3 separate regions of the Danio rerio genome follow, and regions 2 and 3 are each linked to region 1. Evidence: chromatin contacts called from public Hi-C and HiChIP or PLAC-seq data. All regions are on one chromosome and are shown on one strand. Each heading gives the region's core, a stretch centred on a gene start, on an enhancer-like site or on the middle of the called end of the contact. The rest is flanking DNA. Distances are from core to core; before and after follow the strand shown.

What was found. A called contact is a pair of places that touch in the nucleus more often than the background predicts. HiChIP or PLAC-seq counts read pairs in DNA pulled down with a chosen protein or histone mark.
Region 2: an H3K4me3 HiChIP or PLAC-seq map of gastrula embryo shows a contact between it and region 1, with 2.4 times the contacts expected there. The contact joins the promoter of bcar1 here to the promoter of tmem170a in region 1. A contact is called at or near these places in 1 of 18 Hi-C or Micro-C datasets (an unstated tissue) and 2 of 4 datasets of contacts at active chromatin or transcription factors (embryo and gastrula embryo).
Region 3: a contact with region 1 is called in a Hi-C map of hematopoietic stem cells, with 3 times the contacts expected there. The contact joins the promoter of ctcf here to the promoter of tmem170a in region 1. A contact is called at or near these places in 3 of 18 Hi-C or Micro-C datasets (embryo, hematopoietic stem cells and skeletal muscle) and 2 of 4 datasets of contacts at active chromatin or transcription factors (embryo and gastrula embryo).

Annotation. Positions count from the first base shown.
Region 1 is chr18:23,803,375-23,807,284 of GRCz12tu, reverse strand. tmem170a (transmembrane protein 170A) reads left to right here and starts at 2,111. Exons shown (of 3, transcript NM_200689.2): 1 at 2,111-2,493. The coding sequence starts at 2,358. cfdp1 (craniofacial development protein 1) reads right to left here and starts at 631. Exons shown (of 7, transcript NM_001100035.1): 1 at 425-631. The coding sequence starts at 491.
Region 2 is chr18:23,996,044-23,999,953 of GRCz12tu, reverse strand. It overlaps bcar1 (BCAR1 scaffold protein, Cas family member), which reads right to left and starts at 1,957. Exons shown (of 7, transcript NM_001135133.2): 1 at 1,721-1,957. The coding sequence starts at 1,732.
Region 3 is chr18:23,674,339-23,678,248 of GRCz12tu, reverse strand. It overlaps ctcf (CCCTC-binding factor (zinc finger protein)), which reads right to left and starts at 1,724. Exons shown (of 12, transcript NM_001001844.1): 1 at 1,596-1,724. It also overlaps a transcript of ripor1 not described here.

The sequences.
Region 1 (3,910 bases), core at 862-3,361:
GTTTGTAATTATTATGAAGATTAAGACAGTTGCCCAACAGCATGTATGATTGTTTACATCTTTGTCATCACTCTTACTGCCAGGTGAACATCTTTCAAAAACTAACGTATTAATAGTTACTTAAATATGAAAACATTATAATGCAGGGGTCTTCAAAGAGGGATATGAATATCTCACACACAATGTATGTAAACAGATGTATGATTTTCTAGATAATTATTTATAAATGAAAGCAAAGTATGAGCATTATCAATGTATTCGTTTTATTTATTTGTGCCTGCATATTAAATAAAAACGATGTAAACAGGGGGACAGTATAGGTATACATATACAAAGAACAGTCGAGTTAGCTTAGCTACATCACTACTCTTTCATATATATATATACAACCATGCTAATTTCATGCTAAACATCTTATCGTTACCTGAAGGGACATAGTCTTCATCTTCGTTTGATGAATAACCATCCGAGTCGTAATCTGAATAATTCATTCTTGTGTCGTACGTGCAGTGCGCTGTAGAATTAGCTGCTAAATCAGAGAAAAACTCCAAAAAATACTTGCAAGAAACACTGGGGCTAACCAGCTAGCTTTGAACAAACGTGTGGTTGCTTTACTAAAAGCCCAGCATGTTAGCTTGCTAGCTTCATCCGATCGCTAAAAGAGCGACTCAACGGCTCATCGTCAGCCTCCAGGCTCGTCGTTTCTTTCATCTTCAAGTCCTTGAGCTAAAATTAAAGACACAATATTTAGAAAATGTTTTTTAACAACAACAATATCAACAAATATTCAACCAAACGGTAGTAAAGCATTGTATATTGTGTAATTAATCTAAAGATAACGAACCACAATATATATTATAGGTTGTTTTGATTGTATTCTGTTGTATTAAACTTTTTAATGTTTATAATATTTCTAATTATGTAATTAAAGGTAAATATATTCTTAAGGTTAGCAATAATAACAGCACAGAGTATACAAAAAATAATAATTAAAAATCTATAAATACACCAATATATTCTGTTACAAATTATTTATATCTTAAAAAAACGTTCAAATCATGTTCTAAAACGGACAAAAATACAACAACAACAATAATAATAATAATAGGGATTATTATGACCATTGTTATATTAGTAAAGAATTAATATAATATATAGTTATTAAAATATAATATATAATTATTAAAATAAAATTATCAATAATAAGGATTGTTATGACCATTGTTATATTATTCATTCATTTTCTATTCGGCTAAGTCACTTTATTAATTCAGGGTCACCACAGTGGAATGAACCGCCAACTTATCTAGTACGTTTTTATGCAGCGGATGCCCTTCCAGCCGCAAACCATTTCTGGGAAACATCCACACACACACACTCATTCACACACATACACTAGGGACAATTTAGCCTACCCAATTCACCTGTACCAAATGTCTTTAGACTGTTGGGGAAACTGGAGCACCTGGAAGAAACCGACGCGAACGGAGGGAGAACATGCAAACTCCACACAGAAACGGCAACTGACCCAGCCGAGGATCGAACCAGCGACCTTATTGCTGTGAAGCGACAGCACTACCTACTATGTCACCGCGTCACCCATTGTTATATTAGGAAAGTTTTAATATAATATATAATTTTTAAAATATATAATATGTAATTATTGAAATAAAATAATAATAATAACAATAGGGATTATTATGGCTATTGTTATACTAGTAAATTATTAATATAAAATATAATTATTAAAATGAAATAATAATAATAATAATAATAATAATAGGGGTTATTATGGCCATCGTTATATTAGTAAAGTATTAATGTAATATATAATTATTAATATAAAATATAATAATAGAGTATTAATATAATAGATAATTATTAAAATATAATAATAATAATAATAATAATAATAATTTACAAATAACAAAAGAGTAAATAAAATAAAAAAAAAATAAAACATCAAAAAAATCCTTGAGGAACACAGAAACAAATCCATCCATATGATTTTTAAGTCCAGTATTACGGCAACCGTTCAGGGACATACCACACAAACCCTTCAAGTCCCGCCCACAAGCCCGTAGCAAATCGCAGGTGACAGCGAGATAATCTCAAACCAACAACAGTAGTGGTGGATAAAACCATCATTCATATCGATTTTTGATCGGTGTTGCAGATCGTCTGTAGATTAATAGTGCTTTTAGCTAAATGACAGCAAATCCGCACAGTCATCGGCTTTTGCGGTTTGAAACGAGCTTCTTGCAGATGGACGAGCATCTGTGCTAAAAACAAACGCTCCGCTAAAGCCCACCTTCCCTTTCTAATGCTGTTATTCGGCTTTGATACTTCTGTTACGGATGATCGAAGCGTTGATCGTTGGAGAAATGCAGGACGTGCAGATTGGATTCGTCAAGCAGATCCTCAGTTTGAATTTGGTGCCCAGGTCTAATAACACCACCTGCGGGAACAACACCTCTCTGTGCGACTTCTCGGGTGAGTTTTAACGCCACCGCCGACAGCACACATCAGCATCGACCGGCTCATATTTATGCTGCTGAAACTCTTTTGCTGTTGTGTATGTTCTCCATTACACCGAAGCCGACATTCAGCTTTCAGACTGGAGATCTGTTAGCATCTAATGCTAATGTGTTAGCTTGACCGCCTAGTTATACGTTTATTTGGATTCTTGTGTTTGTTGTAATGGTGGTGACATTGGTGGGATCTGTCTGTAGTTTTGTTGGTGTGTCTTGTTCAAATCGTCGTTCTGTATGTGTTGTTCTGTCGGCTTTATATGTGGGACATTCTAACTTACCAGAAACGTAGATTATGTGTCCCTGAAACCCTTGTTGTGCTGTAAATTTAAAATGTATTTTAAAAAAGAACTTCAGAAATAGCAAGTTTAAGTTTTCATCATTCCCATCAGTTGATTAAAAACATGAAATTATAATTAAATTCTACAAATAAATACCTTTTTACGATTGTCCCCATGTTTCTATCAGTCCTGTCACATTTGCATTACATTTAACATAAAATGCGTGCAATACACCTTTAAGGCTGTGACTGAATTGACATCATTTGATGGAGGTGAAGCTGACAATGATCAACAATACATTCTATCATTGAATTGTATGATTTTATGTTTTTGGATGATTTTTTTGAGGATGACAAGCTTAAAGGTCGGGCCCTGTCACATTTCTTATAAGAGAAAATATCCGTTTCTGTTAGAATATCCCATCTATCTCTGTCTTTCTATCTATCAATTGATTCATCATTCATATAATTAAGGTTAAAGTTGGTTTTATGTTAGCACGTTTGTTTATTTTAACAGTCCTTATATTGTTGCACACTAATTTAAATATTTGGTCTGAAATCCTGTTTATGACTTCAAAACAACATTAGCACTGTTCACTTGGCTGTAAACAAAGTTGTACTTCTATAGTCATTGACTGCTGATATATTATCCCTATTTAGAATGTGCAAATAATACTTTGCTGAAATTATGTTCTCAAGGAGAATGTCCTTATGGGCGAATATAAAACTAACTTTACTCCAGTGTTTATTTATCTGTCTGTCTGTCTATATTATATCTATTTCTATCCATTGATTGATCAGTTGTTTATCTATCTATCTACAGGATCAGGGTGTTTATGGGGTCTAAAGTTGGTAAATCGGTTTAGAGAAAATCAAGGCCCTTAAAAAGTATTAATAAATCTTTAATGTTATGTTCCAAAGTTAAATTTTATTTCATCTTTTCATTATACATGTTTATGTATAAGCTAAAAGGTTGCATAAATTAAATTACTGTGTAGGCTAATGACATTCTGTATAGTTTATAGAAAAAAGTTATGAAAGTTTATTCATATTTGTTTTGTCTATTTGTGTAAGTATTCTTTTCTATTTCTCTTCCTAA
Region 2 (3,910 bases), core at 708-3,207, 190 kb before region 1:
CACAAAATAACATATTTTAAAGAATGTTGGAAACCAGTAACAATTTATTTTCCACTGTAGATATTAATGTAGATGTCAAGTATTTTTTATATATCCTTATTTATGTTCAAAAGTAAAAAAAAAAAAAAAAAAAAAAAAAAAAGAGAAAATGGTAATGTTTTGAAAATACTTGAGAGCACTTGAGGGGTCAGTAAATATTAAGAAAATGTAGATATTTGGGTTAACCATCACTTTAATACTACTACCAGCCTATCCTGTGATCATTATGGGACGCATTGTAAAAGAGCAAACAAATACAAATTGTCATACTTTGCTTTATTAACATTAACAGCATAACATGCTGATTTGTAAGTGTTGTAACATAGAGACATTTAGGTGGAAAACGGACTACAATTCACAGATTTTCTATATACATATATATATATATATATATATATATATATATATATATATATATATATATATATATATATATATATATATATTTATATATATATATATATACATACAATAAAAATCATACATTTCTTTCTTATGTTGAACAAAAAATATTTTGAAGAATGTTGGAAATCGATAGCAATTGATTTTCTACCATGGATAGTAATGGATAGGGGTTTCAAGTATTTATTAAAAATATTCACATTTATGTTAAAAAGTAAAAAAGAGAAAATTATAAAGTTTCACTTGAGGGTCAGTAAATATTGAGTAAATTTTAATGTTTGGGTTTTCCATCCATTTATTGCTACTACCTACATATCATATCACGTAATCATTATAGGATGCATTTAAAAAAGTGAACCAATTCAAAGTGTCATACTTAGCTTTAGTGTACCATAACAAACTTGCTTATAAGACACATTTAAAAGCGTGTTAACACCAGATGGAATAAGCGACTAAACTGACAGATTTCCAATATATGTAGACAAATTAAAAATAATAAATGCCTTCAAAAATAAAATTAACTAGAAAATCCTAAATTCTCATCTCCAAGAATCATCTGTCTGAACTGCATTAATAACTGCCCATAACCATTTCAAGGTCTATTTTAATGACCAGGGAATATCCCGGCCTCTGCAGGGGGTGAATCCCAGAACCAGATTCCTCTCATACGGAAACACAGCACAGCCCAACTCTCACGTCCAAATACCTAAGCACTGTGTCATTCTCAACTCTTACAAGCTGAACAAGAGCCAGCAATTTCAAACAATGGCAAGGAATGGATGCTTCACTGGTCCGGCCGTCACGTCACGCTGTTCTTTTCTCCCTAAAATTTCTCCATACTTCTTTCCATAAAAACCTTAATCTTCCAGCGTTCTCCTGAGTCAGCAAAGAAGAAGCTAACAGTGGCAGGGTTCCTTTTCCGTCCACTCGTCCTCCTGTTATGCCTGCTTTCTCACAGCTTTCAAAACTCAAGAAAAAGCTCAATATTTTCTTTTCAAGAATAGAAATATATACTCATTTTCAAATATATACTGCTAGCCTCTCAAAAAAGTGTTACACTGCCTCTTTTAGAGCTTTTCAAGCTACTTGATCTCCTGCTGCCATAAAAACAAATCATATAATGCTAATAAGACAGAAAACTTGATAAAAGCCAATCTTGAAGACTCTCTTGTTTTTCTGCTGTCCACAAAGACATTGATTCAGAAAGTATCACCCGAGGGCATTTCGCATAACCAACTTAAAGTGCTCACACAACAATGAGAACAGCAAGCACACTCACCAGATAATTCATTTTCAGCCCTGCCGTGCGAGTCTCTGGGACTCCAGACAGCACTAAACTGCCTGAGATTTGACCCCCGAAGAAATCCCACTCGGACCGTCCACTCTTTTGTCAGACCTCTCCGCGTCTCCCAGAAAGTCAGCTTCTAACACATACTCCAATTCCGTGATGTCAGAGGGCAAGAACGAGACTGTCCCATATACTTCTGTCTCTTGAAGTCGCTGATTCTCTCACTGCGTCCTTCCTGCGCTCGTTCTCTCCCACCCTCTCCGGCAAAAGGAGGAGGGAAGAATGCACAGGGAAACCTGACACCCTCCCAGTTCCTTCTCAATCCTGACATTCCCTTTCCCTGCTGCCGATTGGCCGAGGACTCTGTTCTTATGTTAATGAGCCTTACACTCTTCCTCCCCCTGCCTGTGAGGAATGTTTAGTGAACCTCTCTGTAGACCTGAGAAACACACACACACATACTGGGTTTTTTGGCCATCACACACAAACACACAGCTTTGTCTAGACCCTTTCCTTCAGCCTCAACTTTTTGGCTTGCTGATTTTGTTGCCCATCCTTTTGTTCCAGCAGTAAATCCATTCTCAAGGAGACAAAAGTTTAACTCTCTATTGACATTTGCAGTGTTTGGAAATGTTTAACCTGTTTTATCTCAATATATATCTTGCCTGAATTATTAAAGTACCATCAATTCAGAAAAGGAAGGATTGGGAAGATTGAGATGGAAAGCTTTGTTATGGATTTATTTACATAGCTATTTATTCAGAGTATTGCTGAAGCAAAACTTTGTTCTTGATTAATTTCCTGTCTCTATTTTAAAGTACAATCATTTAGATGCATCACAAACTACAGAGAAAAAACAGACTGATAAAAAAAACATATGAAGCTTAAAAAGACTAATTATATATATATATATATATATATATATATATATATATATATATATATATATATATATATATATATATATATATATATATATATATATATATATATATATTTATTTATTTATATATATATTTATATACATATATATTATTAAATAAAAATAAATGAAAATCAAATTAAATAGAAAATAGAATAGAATAGAATAAAACTAAATAAAATACAATTTTAATAAAACAAATAAATGAAATAAAATAAAAATTTAATTAAATAAAAAATATAAAATAAAACATAATATAATATAATATAATATAATATAATATAATATAATATAATATAATATAATAAAAAATGAATAAAAGCTAATTAAATCAAATTAAATAAAAATAGAATAAAAAATGTAATAAAAAAATTAAATAAAATGATTGCACATTTGTGTGTACATGTTCGGCTCAGGAATGAACGAGATACAGGTATGTAACAACATTTGTATATAATTTTTTTTTTTTCAATAAAACAACAAATTTGAAAAAAAATCAAAATGCAAAATAAACAATGTGGACATTTTATCTGTATCTATTTAAAAATGAAATAGCTCTGAATGACGACCATTGGTTAAGTAAATAAACTAAGCTAATCTGCCCCTGTTTGCTTTAGTGTTCGCAATTCACCATGAATTTCAAAGCATGACATCATTCGCTGGTTCCCCCATGAGGGAGTGACCAGGTCAGGGGTCAAAGTGGGATCCACATTTAAATCAATGTGGTAAACAGACAAAAGCAGAATGTCCTAATGCACTGTCTCCTGCGATTCACAGATAACAGATAGAAAATCTACTCCTCAGATGATTCTGAGGCACAGAGTAAGTCAACATGCCTTTCTAAAAGTAGTGTCAGAAAAGATGCATAATGACCTCAAACTGCCACGACATCATGGTGTGGCCTGGTGCTAAGGTCAGGGGAGGTCAGGGGAGGTCAGAGAGGTACGAGACAACAGGGCATCAAGATTTCACATCAGCATTCCTAAATCTGACCTGATCTGAAGGAAAATATTCACTCAATTTAAGCTGAAGCCAATTTTGTAATATCACTTGTTGATTAATGGTTTCATAAATGACCTAGACTGAGATAATTTAGTAGAGATGACCATCTCTTTTGGAGGTAAAATAGGATTAAAGACATTTTTCAATTCGCTCTCTAGTTTTCAAATAAAGTTCTTTGATTTTCTTCTAAACCGGTATAACATTTTCATATGTGCAACATAAAAACACATATTTTAAGGAATGTAAAATTTTGGAAC
Region 3 (3,910 bases), core at 475-2,974, 130 kb after region 1:
TTTACCTCAATTTTTGTACAGTATACTGTGAGTTTACCTGCACCAATATGGAACACTTCATCTCTCTACCACTGCGCCTCGACCACTTTCTGTCTCCGATGAATGACCTATCTGCCTTAACTCTGCTTCTTACTACCTGACTCTACCTGTTGGGATGCAAACAAATCAAGCAAAGTGCAAAATAACCCACACTTCTCTAACACTTCATACAAGTCAAAGCTAAATCACACCGCATTTATGCCATTTAATGTTAATTAAATTGCACACAGCGCATCTCACATAAATGTTCATTAAACATTTACACAGACGTGTAAAAATAAAAATTTACCATTTACATTTTGCATAAATATAATAACCATAAGTATAATAAATATAAGCGCAAAATCTCCAAAAACTTGCAAAACTTGAATGTGACTTTCATTATAGCAAAGCCAGGTTTTGAACTCTTGATTCGTCGCCAGAAAGCATCATCTGAACCGATTCTCTTCTACTTCCTCATGAATGCGCGCATTTGGCCACCGATACAATAAACAGACAAAACGGTGCAACTGTGTCCACTGTCCTTACCTCCACACGTTTCAAAACACCCTTATGGTTTTCCACAGCAAGAGGGCATTCTGAGATGGTTAATCGTGTTTTTGTACCACTACCAGTCGGGTTGTAGAGGGAGCTCTCTACAGTTTTTATCCCTTCAGTCGTTTGTTGCTTGAGGTTAGTCTTTCAATAAGAGCGAGCGGTCGCACCGAGCTCGACAACTGCGGCTGTTTTTAGGTGATAAACTCCGGGATTCGGGAAGAGCACGGCGAGACTCGGTCTTAGCTATCGAAAATGGCCATCGGTGTCATTTAGCAAAGGCATCTTCCTCGTTTGATTTTAATCTGCGCAATGCGTTAGCAGAGGCAGCAGAACTGAAGCTGAAACCACCAAAGATGCGTTTATTTTTAAACTTGTTGCGGTATTTCGGATTACATGAGCGATAAAGACCAAGGAGCGAAGGGAGGCCGCAGTAATGGGACTTTATTCTCGCGGAACCGGGTCAATGTTTCATCGGCTCGGGTTTGAATTTAACTGCTCGAGGAGGGGCGCGAACGCGGCGTTGGGCGCCACTAAAACGTGGCTTACTACCAAAAATCGGACACTTTCCGCTTAAAACACTAAGGATTTCACATTTGCGGATGCACAACTTATGTTTTAAGCCGTTTTGGGTGTGGCAGGACTGGAAATCTGTTAACTTTCAGGGACACGTTAGCTTCTTGGCTAAGTGCGCGTGCAGAAACGGCGGGTTTCTAAAGACAGGAAACAAAGAGAAGAAACAGAAAATGGACGCCTGGCCTAAAGATTGAAGCAAACATCCTGACGTTAAATAATGGCATCTCGGCGAAATGCCGGCTGATATAGTTTAAATAGTGCTTAATAATAGGACTGAAGCCCGAACTTCTGGGTTATAAATGTTTTTTGCTAAATTTTCGATAACGATAGAGGGAGACAAACACCCCCCGCCAGCCGCCTGGACTGGGAGCCCCATCGTGACACCTAGAGGCCGATTAAAGCTCCTGCAAAACTATCCCCCTATCGGAAAAGTAGTGCGATTTTACCTGCGTTTGATGATTTACTCTCGCGTTGATTTCGACAGAAAGCCCAGGGTTTGTTCTTCCTTCAGTACGAGACGGAGTAAAATTGCGTCCTTCACCTCCGGCGGTTTTAATCCTCTCCCGCTTTTGCAGAGTAGGCTCCGCACAAAATGGCGGCCCTTAGCGACTGTTGCGCATGCGCGTCAAGCAGGGGGGCGGTGGCGAGGGGGAGGGCTGTAAACACAGGCAGTGTCCGGATTGGCCGTGTGGGGCGCTACTTTTGAATTACGGATGTGGGCTCTTTTTTTCTTTTTTGTAACGTTCAGTGAATTGTGGATCCATTTTCTGTTTAATATGATAGCATACGATACTGTTATTACATTATGAAACATATATATATATATATATTTATAAGTAGAAAGAAGAAAACTGTTTCCACCTACTAAACTTGGAAATATCAGAAGAGTTAGTGTGAAGGTCTGTATTGTTTAATTGAATTATCGAAAACAGTGTTATATAACCGTCGATAACTAAAAATAAACAGCCTAAATACATCTGAAAGTGGCATTTTTAGTTTTGCTATTGTCATTGTTACATTCCCTGTTGTCTAATAAAAACATTTATATTTTAAATTAGAGAGAAATGTTATTAATTTGCTAAATTAAATAATAAAAGATACATATAAATTGTACCTCCAACCAGTTGACATGTTTTCAGGCATGTTTCTTTCACTAATACACTTTTATAAATTTCATGATGTTATTTTGTACACAAAAATACAATAAAACTAATAATTTCACTCAAAAGTATAACTTCTTATGCAGAAATGGACTAAGTGGCTTTTTTTTTTCCCCCCATAGCTCTGTAACTTAAAATTCAATTCCAGACCCGTAGCTAGGGGGGTTCGGATGGTTCACAAGGCTCATCCCTCCACTGATATTAGGTCCAGTACATGAGCACATTTGTCTTATTTTGACTGCTATGCCGTAGGTAGTGCTGTCGCCTCACAGCAAGAAGATCGCTGGTTTGAGCCTCGGCTCAGTTGGCTTTCTGTGTGGAGTTTGCATGTTCTCCTTGCATTTGCGTGGGTTTCCTCTGGGTGCTCCGGTTTTACCCCAGTCCAAAAGGCATGCGGTACAGGTGAATTAAGGCTAAATTGTCCGTAGTGTATGAGTGTTTGTGTGTTTGGATGTTTCCCAGAGATAGGTTGCGGCTGGAAGGGCATCCGCTGCATAAAAACTTGCTGGATAAGTTGGCGGTTCATTCCGCTGTGGCGACCCTGGATTAATAAAGGGACTAAGCCGACAAGAAAATGAATAAATGACTGCTATGCCATCATAAAGTGTAAAAATACCCCATCAAAGAAGGCATCCATTTAATCCAAACAATAATTTCTCATGAATCTAACATCCAGCTGTGCAAGAAAACATACAATGTGACAGAAGTGAAGTCATCTTTCCCTACAAGTAGGCCAAATTTTATTCTGAAATTTGGACCTTATTCTTGAAAGAAAAAGAAAAAAATAAGGTTTGAAGCACCAAAAGCGGCCGATGTTAAAGTTAATTTTAATTCTAATTAGGCCATTTTTGTTATCCATGAACTTTCAAAAAGTTAAGTTCTACATTATTATTATTGTCAAAAATTCTTATTCAGAAGGCCAAATTTTGACTGAGGAAAGTTGAATGTGCTGGTAAATTTATTTGACCAATAAATGGAAATAGTTATAAATGACAATACAGTTTTTTAAATTTTTTTTTTATTTAAATATTTTTTTGTTACCTCAAAAAGTGTGATTATTATCAGGGATGTCCCGATCAGTTTTTTTTATTTTTTGCCCTCGAGTCTGAGTCGTTTGATATTCAGTATTTACCAATACCAAAACATGATCTTATACTGCTATAATACATAAAAAAAGTTTTTAAAAAGCGAAGAAACAGATCCAGGGCGTTCCTTATTTTCGGATCTGGACACCCCTAGTTATGCTGACCAACAAGCTAATCCAGCTTAAAATAGTGCATAAAATGTCACTCAAATGCAGTATTTAAATCTCATTATTAAATAGAACATAAGTCAAATAACTGCAAAAAGGTCAGCTTTTTGAGAAAAAGTAACCACCTTTACACCAGGCTGACTACAGGCCTGAATTCATTATTGAAAATGGCCCCTCTTAAGTAGCTTTTCTTAGTGCTTGTACATGTGGAAAATATCAATCTCTAAAATAAATCAGCCAAGTATAAGTGTTCATAATTTTAATAGTTTCCTTTACAGTTGATGTCAGCAATATCCTTGTCAGACAATATACATATTTAGAGTAAATAAAAAACAAAAATCAAAAGTAA